Linked DNA regions of Ovis aries: region 1 is linked to region 2. A link is a contact called in public Hi-C data. All regions are on one chromosome and are shown on one strand. Each heading gives the region's core, a stretch centred on a gene start, on an enhancer-like site or on the middle of the called end of the contact. The rest is flanking DNA. Distances are from core to core; before and after follow the strand shown.

What was found. Hi-C and Micro-C count contacts between places; a contact is called where the count stands out from the background.
Region 1: a contact with region 2 is called in a Hi-C map of hypothalamus, with 4 times the contacts expected there. The contact joins the enhancer-like site here to the promoter of STX16 in region 2. A contact is called at or near these places in 4 of 16 Hi-C or Micro-C datasets (hypothalamus, liver, muscle and 1 more).

What each region holds. Positions count from the first base shown.
Region 1 is chr13:57,780,935-57,787,191 of ARS-UI_Ramb_v3.0, forward strand. No RefSeq gene overlaps it. Among named protein-coding and RNA genes, the nearest start is that of ANKRD60, 19 kb to the right of the region's middle. Within about 2 kb of position 4,602, at least 4 of the 54 cell types and tissues checked have an H3K27ac peak or open chromatin away from gene starts, as enhancers often do. A contact at or near this core is called in hypothalamus, where this site is marked.
Region 2 is chr13:57,405,708-57,411,576 of ARS-UI_Ramb_v3.0, forward strand. It overlaps STX16 (syntaxin 16), which reads right to left and starts at 1,730. Exons shown (of 8, transcript XM_004014438.5): 1 at 911-1,730. The coding sequence starts at 991.

The sequences.
Region 1 (6,257 bases), core at 3,352-5,851, 380 kb after region 2:
CTTCCCCCAGTCTCTTCTTGCTGTCTAAGCCACCCACTCTGTTCCCTCGTGACTGCTCTTTCTATAACACTGTTCCACCACCTCACTGCTGGGCTTCAGTACCGGTGGGACTTTTCTTGGTTTACAGATTAAAATCCAGACTCCCATTTCCTCCCTCCCTGCCCCGGTCCCTTCACAGGTGCCTTTCCTGTTTCACCTCCGTCACCTCCCTTGGGTCTGATTGCTGCTCTAACCATTGGTCATGCATGTGAATCACGGGGAAGGTGAAAGAGGAGGTATTTTTGATAAAGTCCCTGGTGATTCTTGCCACAACAGGGTGGAGAACCATGTCACCCTTTGGCTGGGGGGCGTTTCAGGGCCTCAAGGCTTTCTGCTCTTGCATACCGCCTCTCTCCCCCACGTCCCTGCTCATTACTACCCACTTCCTTCCAGAGGCTTCCCTGCCTGGGGGGACCCTGCTCACAGTTCACACCCAGCTTGCAGGTGTGCTTGCTTTTTCCCTGTCTGGACTCACCTGCTGCTATGTCAGAATTAGTTTTTCCCTTCTTAGCATTCTATTCAGGATATGTCCCTCACACTTGTGTGTCCCTCTCACGCCTCTTTACAGTGTTACTGATGGGGGACCTTCACCTAGTCATGGTGGTCTGTTTCTCCACTGCCCGCCGAGCACCAGGGCCCCAGAGAACTATGCTGAGTAAGCACTTGCCACTTTTATGTGACAGGGTGTAATACCTGTATGGTTTGAATTAACCTCAAAAAGTATCATCTTTAAGTTGATTTTAAAATTTAAGTTTAGAAGCTCATTTTGTTCTATTTAAACTGTAGCCATTCAGCATAATTCTGAAATAATTTTTAGTGGGCTGTTGCCACAAACACACAACGTTATCTCCTATAGCAGACAGGAAAAGAGCAGTGACCAACATACTAATTCTTCTGTAAGTGGATATTTCCACAATCATATGTTTCTATTTGTGAAGCATTTTGGCTAATTATTTTACCTAAGGATATTAAAAACAAAGTCTTATTTTTAAAGGGTAAATTTAAAAAGAGGTCATAATCATGACCGCCATACAGATATAAGATGAACACAGGTCAGAGCATTTATTGAATGCATCGATTAGTGAAGGAACCAGTAAGATCCAGCAACTAGCTTAACTGAAGTGCCATATATTCACAGTCACTCTGAGGAGGACTGATGTGAGCTTGTAAATTGACTCACCCCCATCCATATCCAGGGTGATGATAACCTATTGCGTTCCATCGCTCCCAGCTTGCCTTCTATGGCTCCCAGCTTGCCTTCTATGAGCAGGAACAGTTTGCGTTACTATCAGGTTTTAACAGTCTGCCCTCTATGACTAAAAGGGAGACTGTGCTCAGACATTAAAAAAAAAAAAAAGTCTGCCTGCAATGGAGGTAAACTTGGGTTTGATCCTTGGGTGGGGAAGATCCCCTGGAGAAGGGAATGGCAACCCACTCCAGTATTCTTGCCTGTAGAATTCCATGGACAGAGGAGCCATGGGGTTGCAAGGAGTCGGACATGACTGAGCGACTAACACTTTTACTTATGACTAAAACATCCCCAAAGACCATCTTACCTTAGTCGGTATGCTGCTTGGGGATTCCAGAATTTCAAAGTCATCCACAATTCTTCTCTACAATTCACATAACAGATACCAGTCATTCAGCCTTTGGGAGGTTTTCTGTATTTATCTTGTTGGATTTAACCCGGTCATTTGCTAGGATTAAGGGGTAAAGGAAGTTACCTCTCATTATTTCTGTTTGTTTCAGATGCTTCCTTTTGGACTCACATCTGGTTCCCTTTCTTGCACCCTTAACTTATGGCTCTGCCTCCACGGCATCACTGAGTGAAGCCCGCCCTTGCTCAGGATGGCTCAGAGCAGCACGGTTCTGTTTGCTTTGGTAGCTCCCGAAGTGTTTTGAGCTCTGCACGGACAGCGTGTAGGGGATGCGGAAAGCCTGTGCTGAGTGCTTCCTGGCCGTGGCCCATGACATGTCCCCTGAGGTCTGCAGGGCCAGACTCTGGCCCCTTTTCATCACGCTGATCAGTGACCCCTGCCGATGGGTGAGCGTGGCCACTCTGTGGCCTTAGCGTGCCCTCCGGACTTGTCTCTGTGTCCTGTGTTTTTCCAGTAATGGACCAGCTTACTTAGACTTTGTGAGGATTATTAGGGCACCTGAAATCTCAGAAGCCTGGAGCATTGGTCGCAAACAGATATTCCAGAAATGAAAATGAGGAGGAGAAAACTGTAACTGCCAAGTTACCTTTTCTGTTACAGTCATAAACATGCCCACAGTGATTAATAAGCACTGTTCACATGCTTTACAAAGTCTGGAATTATTTGATATGGACTTAATATTCTGGAAGCATACAAACTACATGATGGTACTACAGTTTTCCTGATTTTCTATTGAAAAATAGTTTATTTGAAACTCAGGGACTGCTTTTAGAAAGCAATACAACTGCTGAGACATGATTAGGTGGACAGCAAGTTGTCTGGTGGTCAGCCATCTGTCCCACCTGGAATCAAGTGAATCAGACCCCGTACCCACTGAGCCCTTCTCTCTGGTTGCAGGTGCTCCAGGCTGCCTTCCAGTCCCTGGGCCCCTTCATCTCCACCTTTGCCAACCCCTCCAGGGCTGGCCTTTATATTCAGGAAGATGGTACTTTGAACATCTGACCACTGGCTCTGGGTTTGGACTCGGACATCAGCCTGGGCTACCGGGTGCAGGTGGCTGTGGAGACTCAGCCTCCGCCTGGTGAGTTTCAGCTGGATAATTATCAGGGTCTCCGCTTCACCTCAAGCGTCCACCTAAAATTCTAGCAATTATCTCGTCTGGAGTTTTAGTAACAGTGACCTTCTGGGCAAGATGGAATATTAGAGCTTTAATTATGTAAAGAAGCAAAAAGTAATTGCAATAATGATTTTGAAACATGACTACTGGGTTATAAATAATGAAGCTACTGTCTCCTAAATTTAGATAAAATATTCATTGAGAGTAGTGATTAAATAACCTATAAAGAAAATTTTCTTTTACCATTTGATTAATGAAGTTCTTTGGACAATTCACACAGGGAAAATGTGAAGTCTCCCAAATAGATTTTTGTGCCATAGGATTTTACACGCACATGAAGGTGACGTTCCTGACCCACTGTTCGTTGGCCCTACACTGTGTTTCTTGTATGTTCTAGTGATTGATCTTGGGTTTTGTTTTTTTTTGTCTTCCCTCTGAAGATGACAGGTACACCCTAAGCAGATCATTCGAGATGGTTCATGTTACTCAGCAGTGTGAGAGGAGGTAATTCACATCTCAGGTGGTATGGATGCTCTATAAGGGTGGTGGATCCTTCCCTCCACCTTTCTTCACCAAAATTCACTTGAGTTCTTGTTGAAGGTCAGACCTGGGGCACCACATCTTCCTCATCAAGACTTTCCAACTGGCTCGCGAGTAGCCAGGTCTTACCAGGTCCAGCACCTTTTATTTTCTAACGCCTGCCCCCTGGTGGAGGGACTGATGAGCAGTACGTGCAAGAAGTCTTGCCATGCCAAGGGGTGCCAGCGCACCGAAGCCAGGGCTCATGCACCACTTGGGCACGGTGGAGGGATTGGCTGCACCTTCCTGTGCCTTTTTCAGTGCACAAAGTACCCCCCAGCGGATCCGAGGGTACTGACTGGGCCTCTCGTCCCCTGTGAGGTTAGTATCTTCTGGCCCCAGGAGACCTGAGAGGTTGGGTCTCCAGGTAGACGGGAGGACTGGCTTGCGAGGACGTGGGCCTCACCTTTTCCCATTTTCCTTCCCGTCTGTTGTTGTTGTTTATTGTTCAGTTGCTCAGTTGTGTCCAGTTCTTTTGACCCCATGGACTGCAGCGCACCAGGCTTCCCTGTCCCTCACTATCTCCTGGAGCTTGCTTAAACTCAGGCCCATTAAGTCGATGCTGCCATCCAACCATCTCATCCTCTGTCACCCCCTTCTCCTCATGCCCTCGATCTCCAGTCTGTTGTATGGCGCTAAAAACTTGCTTCCCTCAATTTAACCTAGTTCAGCACAGCCAGGCCAGACAGAGCCAGCTCTGCCCAGAGAACTCTGGGCACTCTGTCTGTGCCCGTCCACAGACACCAGCACCTTCCCACGTGTCAGTAGCTCCTCTGGTGGCCTGGTGGAGAACTCTCTTGGCTGGAGCCGAGCTGACCAGGCTTCCCTCAGAGGCCACGAAGCTCTCCAGTGTTAACGACCTCCCCATCCACGGCCATCCTCGACCAGATTCCTGGCCCCACACAGAGTGTCCTGAGGATGCTTTCAATAATTTCCTTTGTTGGCAAACTCCTCTCCCTGACACAAGCAAGGACTTAGAGCTGCTGCTGAGTGAGGCTGGCCACGGGAGGAAGGTAGGATTTCACCTGGGGCCATGCACGGGGGCTATGTGACCAGGAGCAGGATCCAGAGAGTTCTGGATAGCTTGCAAGAGCACATGATGGACGATCCAGGCATTCAAGATAACTGTTGTCCATTGTGATGAGAGAAAACAGCATCTTTCTCTGTATGTGCGCTCCCCTGTGTCCGCCCCCCGGGGGGGTGTGTGCGCAGGGGGAGCCTGGCTCAGTCTTTCCCCACTGCCGTCACCCCGGGGATCCCACTGAGCAGGTCCCAGCAGGGGTTTCACCTCCTTGCTTTTCAGCCATGCGTGCAAAACTGGAGCCGGCTTTCAGGTAAAATCGAGCAGTTCTCAGGCACGTCCTAAGCAGTGGAAATTTCATTAGCTCCTTGGACCCGGTTCTGTCACTTCCTGTGTGACAATGCCCTTTCTACTTATGAACAGCTAAGGACAGTGCTCCTTTCAGAGCCTGTTAACTCAGCCCTCACCTAAAGCTGAAGATGTTTGCCTTTGTGCAGCCAGGAAAAGTACAACTTCTTCTCTGGGGTATTTTTCATGCTGTGACTAGTGTTCCCACAGAGTGTCTGATCTGGGAGCCAGGCCCTGCGGTCCATATCCATCATCACGCCTCTTCTTTCTCTAAACACGGCTAGATTTGTATTCTTCCCTGAGTTGGGGAAACTGGAAAAAAAAAAAAAAAAACAACACTTGCTGCTGTTGCCAGGCAAAGATTTGTGAAGCCTTTCGGGAAAGGAAATGTGAAAATCCAGTTAGCCCTGTGATTATTCTGTGTCTTTAAATTCATAAAGGAAATTAACTCAGCGTTTGCTGAAGGATCAAGCACATGTAACATATCGCTCCTAATAGTTATAGACAAAGGTCTGTTTTTGGAAAATGCATTTCTAAAGCTGAGTTATTCAGTGCCTGGACCTGGACTGGGTGCTGAGCCAGTGATGACAAACAGAAACACGAGGCCCTTATGGCCTGGTTGAGGGGATTGTGGAAACAATCCCCTGCATAGGGAATGTCAGGGGCTGGGGCAGGGGTGGGTGCACAGGCCAGGAAGCCATCCCTCCTGGAGGCAGAGGAAAGGTCTGGGAGAAGACCTGGCAGAGCAGCTGACATGTGAGGCGGGCTTTAGGCAATGGCCAGGACTCTATCATCTCGAGAAGTCAGGGATGAGTTCAGAGGTTTCCTCCAGTTTCTTCAAAGCATTTGTGAAATCCTCCGTGCAGATGTGGACGTAATCTCTTTGTGAGAAAGGACCCACAACTTTCATCAGTGCTCAAAGGGATCTGGGACCCCCAAAGATTCAGAAAGAAACCCCACGTTGGGGATTTGTGCCCTAGCCACGGCAGGGTGTGGTCTTTACAAGCTCCAAATATTTCAGTGACTCTCTGGGATTTGACTGGGGGGAAACAGGATGCAGGGAGTGCTGTGTGTGTGGAGCCGGGGCCTTGGGAACATGAGCTGGTTTTTATAGAAAGGCATATGAAATATGTCATCTTCACTGTTAGGAGAGCCTCAGGTTGTCAAGTCATGGACAGAAAGAGCGAGTAGCCCTGGGGGCTCAGGAGCAAGGTCTTCACTCACCCATGAAGATCGCCTCAGCTCTTGCATGTGCCTGTGTGTGTGGCAGGGCCAGTAGCTGTCCACTTTATAAATGGGGGACCCCTGCCCACTGTGCTTCTGGGCCTCCCGGACAGCAGTGTTCAGGACACTGTGTTATCTTTCTGTGAAAGACGATGAAGTTAAACTCTGATTTTCCCAATTGAGGCTTTTTGGCTTCAGGTTTGATGCTCTGTGCATGGCTGGTGTTTAGCTGGACTAAAGTTAATGTCTGTAAGCTTCAGCATCTCGGCGA
Region 2 (5,869 bases), core at 480-2,979:
AGACTGAGGTTTGGACGGGAAAGTAGCCCTTCATCATAAACAAACAGGAAAACAACAGTCATCCTTCCAGGCCCTCCCTCTAAGAGATTCTACAGCTGGGCTAAAGAAAGGTTCAGGTTAATTAAATCAAAATCGTGGGCTATTTGGGGGGTTAATTTTCACATACACATCACGTTCGAATTAAAAAGTTCCTATGGAAGAAAGAGCTTTATTTCCTGTCTGGGAAATAGAAAACGAAGAAGCAAGCACCTTACAGCCTCACAAACAAGAACCCCCATGAAAAACAGCAAAGCAATTATTCACAGGGAACACGGGCACACAGAGGGCTTCGAGACCATTTAAAAAAAAAGAACACCCCCCCCCCCAAAAAAAAAACACCCAACTCCTTCCTCTCTAGCGAGGAAGGCATCGTTCATTTGCAAGGATTTGGATCTGCCAGCCTGCAAACCGACCATCAGAACCAAAGTGAGGCTGTCTGCGGGGGCGGACGGGGGAAGGAGGGGGGCGCTTAAAACAAAACGGAACAAAAAGGCTTCAGGAAAAAAAGCCTCCAAATCTCAGTGCTAAAACATATGTAAATTGAAGGCGCCGGTCGCGCGGGGACAACCGGGGGGGTGGAAGGGGGAGGACGGAGAGGGATGCGGAAGTGAAGAGAGCGTGCAAGGCAGAGGTGGAGCAGGATCTAGATGCTTCTTCCCCAGCCAGGGTTATCGAAGCTCGCGGACCCCAGCCAATAGACCCCGCACTTCCATGCTAGTCTTATTTTCTTTTTTAAACAGAGAGACAGACACAGACAGACAGACAGGCAGAGCCGCAGTGCACACAGGGCGTGTGTCGGAGAGGCCGCCTGGAGACTCACCGCAGCAATGCTACGTGAATGCAGAGGGCTGGAGGTGGTGTGACTACTCACTTGCTCGGCTAACAGCTGCCGGTTTTGGATGGAATTATTCCGCAACAACAAGAAAGCGTCGGTTAAACGCCTCGTGGCCATGTCTCACCCTTTGTGACCCCCAGCTCAGGGGCCCCCCGCCCACTTAAGAATCCAGGTTTATTCACTTTCTTTCTCTTGGCCTGGCCTGGTTCCCTTCTCAGGCCTGCAGCCGAGCAGGTGCTGCTCTGTGCTTCCTCCAAGCGCAAAGACCCCTCCCCAGCTAACACCTCGGCTTTCCAATTGTCTGACTCCCCCTACCCAGGGCCTGCCTTCGATCTCTAAGCACTCAAATCCCCCCAATCCTTGCGTTGCTAGCCAACTTCCCAGAGACCCCTCCCCAATCCAACCTTGGATCTACAAGCGTCTAACTGGCCAATCCGGCTTTGGACTGGAAGACTCGGAAGCCCCCTACCACATCAGTCTCTCACACCCCCTAGGGCCCGAGCCTCATGTCTAACTTGGCTCACACGCGTCTGGGCCGTGCTTTCAGGCCTGCCTCTGGCTCAGTTTGCCCTCCAGAGGCCTGAGAGGCCTGCTTGAGGCCCCTTTTTGGACAATCGAACCAGGCCTGGGCCCTGAACGCCTGCTGCTTCCTGCTGGGGCCTGGTCTGAGCCCTCTAAGGCCGGGGCCCCGACCTCCTGACCCCTTCCCTTTATGGGTGGCCTGGTCCTCCACTGCCACAGCAGGCTGCCGGCCTCCAGGAGGGCAGCAGAGCCTGCCTCCACGGCCTCCTCACTCCTCTTCTTCGGCTCCCTCCATCCCCGGATCTGACTGCTGCTCAGCCCCAGGGCCGTTTCCGTGCTCTGGGTCCCGGGTTCTGGCGTTCCCCCCTGGCCCTCTTCCTGTCCGTCTCTCGAGAGTGCCCCCCTGCGACGTTCACAAGCCTTGCTCGCAACGTTCCGGGCGCGGGAGATCCCTACCCCCCTGCCCCGGGTCATGGGAGCGCTCCGCCCTCTCCCGGGGTGCAGCCGGGACGCTAGGTTCCCCCTTGCCAACTGGGCCCAGGCGCTGAGAGTGGGCCTTCGGGCTGGCCTGAGCCTCGAGAACGTGGCCCTCACGTTACAAACAACTGCCAGGGGCCTTGGCGCGCTTATTAGAGTGGAGTCGAGAGGCAGGCAGATTTGGGCTCCAGCAGAACCGAAGTTTGAGACGCGCGGAGTTGGGGCGGGAGAGGAAAAGTTGGAGACGACTGCCTCTTGGAGGCCGAGCACGCTCCACTGCAGGCGGCGGCTCGCGCTCGCTTTTTTTTTTTGTTCCCCCAAATCTGAAAAAAAAAAAAAAAGTATCAGGAAAACAAGCAGGAGAGGAAAAAAAAAAAAAAAAGCAAAAGCTCCAGCTAGAGCTGCAGGCCGCCTGGGCCGTGCCGCCGCCCGCAGTCGGGGGGTCGTGGGGACCTGCCCGGCTGCCGCGTTCTGTAGGGGGCACTGCAGGGTTGTACAATCTCAAGTGGAAAAGTTCCCGAAACTTTGACAGCCCCCCGCCCCCAACCACTTCTCCCTGCCTAGTGGGCCCGCGCGCCCCACACCCCTAGGCCGCTTTCCCGCCCTGGAATGGGGTCGGGAAGCCCCCCGCCACCCCAGCACTTGGTTGCGGACTCGGGTTGGCGGAATTTGGGCAGAGGCTGAGCCGGGGCGCATTGGAATCGAGTCGCCCGAGCCCGAGCGCGGCAAGCAGGGGGCCAGGTGATCGCCCCACGAGCGAGGCCCGAGTCCTGAGGGGTGTCCTGCCCCGGCCCACGCCACGGGCCGTAGGAGGCCACCCTACTGGCCGCACGAGGTCACCTCCCCGTCCCCCCCGCCCCCCCCAGCCCAGCGCCCAGAGGCCGAAGCCCGAGCCAGAAACAGCTTGGGCCGGGCGTGCGGACCCGAGTGGGTCGGGGTCGTGGAGTCGGGCAACCGCGCCTCCCAAGGGGCTCGGGGCTGGGGCGGCACCGGGTTCCTTTTCCCGGGGCGAGCGGGGACCACCGTGGGGCCGCCGAGCCGCACTCGAGAGTGTGGTCTTAACAAAGGAAAATCGCCCGGCACCCGGGAACGGCCCGATCCCTGCAATTGTTTCTGCATGAAACAAACTTTACACACACACGTGCATTTTCCTAGCGTCTCCCCCGTGCTAAGCGCCGAGTTTGCAAAGGAAAGATAGCAAACACGGGAAACACAAAGCCGGTGTCCGCGCTCACAAAGGGCGGCAGCCGGGCCGGCGCGGAGACCCGCGCGCGAATGTCAGCAGCACCCGCGGGGCGCAGGGCGAGGGTCTCGCCGGGTTTCGCCGTGTCGCTGGAGGCACCCTATACATACATACATACAAATATATACATATAATTTTGTTTTCTAAAGGAGAACGTTTCTGTGCATCTGTTGTGTTACTAAAAATTACTGAGAAACATATCTTCGGGAGGGAAATGTCCAAATGCATAAAATAATAAGAACCGGGAGAGTCAGAGAGCAGGGCTGGCGCGTTGGTTTGGAGGAAGGGGCTATGGTTTCCGAAGCTGGACTGTGGGCTAGGCGGATGCGCAGGGAAGGGGCGCTCGTTCGCGGGCTTTCGCGGACGTTGGACGATGCCCGGGCGAGACAAAACCTCGCCGCCGCGTGTCACCGCGGACAGCGAGCTGCCTGCCTCTCCGAGCGGGCGGCTGCGACGGGAGAAAGCCGCTGCTCCAAAGGCAGAGACCCCGGTTATCTCGGGGAGCGAAATTCAGGGAGCCTGTGTGCGGACCCCAGGCAAGCTCGGCACCCCGGGACATATGTGCCTGTTTGCCGAAAGAGGGACAAGTCCTATCCCCATCCACAGCGCGTTCGATCCCCGCAGTGAGACCTGACCCAAGGCTCATGGCTAAGCCCCCTACTCCTGCTTCGGAGAATAGACAATGTAAATAACCAAGCGGGTGTTAGGCAAGACATCAGATAGAAACGTGGTCGGCATCGTGTTCCTTTCGCTGGACCTCTCAGCACCTTGCAAAGCAGGGACATGTTTATTTGTGGCTTTCTCCCCCAGGCTAGAACGCGATCTTCCTGCCGGGCACCGTGTTTTTAGTGTTTTATTCATCTTTGTACCCTCGGCCATTGCATTTACTTGGTACTAGGCTCCGGATAAATGTTTTTTAAATTTGTGCATGAGTGAATTAGAGACCTGAGATATCCTCCACAAACTCTCTGACCGCCCTGGAGTGACTTTAAGCCTTTAGAGCCATTAACGGTTAGGAAGGGGGAAAATGTGGGGTTTTAATAATCCCTGTAATGTGCTCCCTGTCTTCCTCCCCGGGGCTATTGTGAAGATCCAATGAGCTAAGTGGAAACCTTTGTCAACTATCAGGTGCTGAGCAAATATTATATAGGATAGCTGTTCATTCATTCCCTCTGCTGGGAAAGCTTTACAGACTCCTGGGCTTGTGTTTCAGTAGATGGTGGTTGCCCTTCCTGGTCAGTCTTAAATGTTTTTTGCAGGACAATCTTGTTCTTATGTTTAGGAAATCAATCAAGCTTCCATTTCTTTGAGAGAAATGAACAGGCGCTTGCTCACATAAATAATGGAAGAAAAACCCTCATATTCCCAGAACAGCCACCTCAAGCAACCCAAGAGCCCAAGAGCACGGAAACCATGAAGCATCCATGAGATTGGCATAGCAACCCGAAGGCAGCACCGTGCAGTAAGAACCCGGCTGCATCCAGGCATGGGATCGTGTGCGGGAAATAGTATTAAGTGAAATGGAAGCCCTGGCTGGGACAGGCACCCTGGTATAGACCAAGTCCAGTCTGTGTACGCCCTGACCCACACTGGAAGTGAGGTGGGTTGGTGGGGGGGGGGGGAGGATATAAATCATTACATTTGAATGTTCCTTGGCTGTTTTATTTTCCTGTCAAGTGGCTTAAGCCTGATTTTTTTTTTTTTTTTCAAGCATTCCCTCATGGCCAAGTATGTGTTTCCTTGGAATTGAAATCTAGGTTGATGGTTTTATATTTTAAAAGCTTTCTTTGTGACTCATTCTTGGCCTGCGATAGGATTCTGTAATACTCCCCAAGCTCACAGAGCCTGGGTGTCCTGTTTCTTGGGCTTTGTACCCATTTTCTAACATTTTGTCAGTGGATCCAAGAAGTCACTTTGGGAGACAAGTGTTTCATGGTCTTCTTGTCATTGTAATCAGTGCGGAAGGGAACCACAAACATGCACTTTCCCAGCTGAAGACAGACAATGGCAGGGGCAGGAGGAGGTTTTCAAGTGCTGACAGGTTAGCGGTTAGACAAAATGGGTCAGCAGGGCGAGACCCACACCCTTCAGGGAAGACGTTTAGAGGAGATAGGGCTCACGGAGCCCTCCCTCCGTGGGCCAGCACACAGTAAGTGTTCCATATATGGCCATGTGGTTGATTTCAGCAGCACAAAGCTCACACAGGCTACACTCTTTGCTAGAAAGCTTCACAGCAAACTCCAACGAGTTTGGAGTATGGGGGTGGGTCCTGAATACATTTTAAGATTCAGATTCTGTGGTTTAGGAATCCAGATGTGTCTAAACAGGTGGAAAAAGGGTTGAAACAGTCTCAAACGGACACCTCTTAACTTGGGCCTTCCTAGCTCCTCTTGGAAGACAGATGGTCTTTTTTTTTTTTTTTCTAAATCAAGATGAGCAACAGAAGCCCCCGAGCCTAATGAATGTCTCATTTGCACAGATCTGACATAACAGGCAGATTCTGGCCAAATTCAGGAAACAGGAGCTTTGTGCTCTGTCACCCCACACAGCTCCTCAAAACCCTGAGCACTTCCAACCTCTGGAAACTGCCTAGCTCTGTCTGTCTCTAGCCATGACACCTCTCATGAGCAGAGAGATGCTGCAGAGAGGCAAGTTTTGTTTTGTCCAGACTCCATTAGGTTTTTATAGCAGACAATTCAATTCAGGAAGCATTTCTAAAAAATCTACCAGTGGCTCTGCCTGGCTCTTGCCAG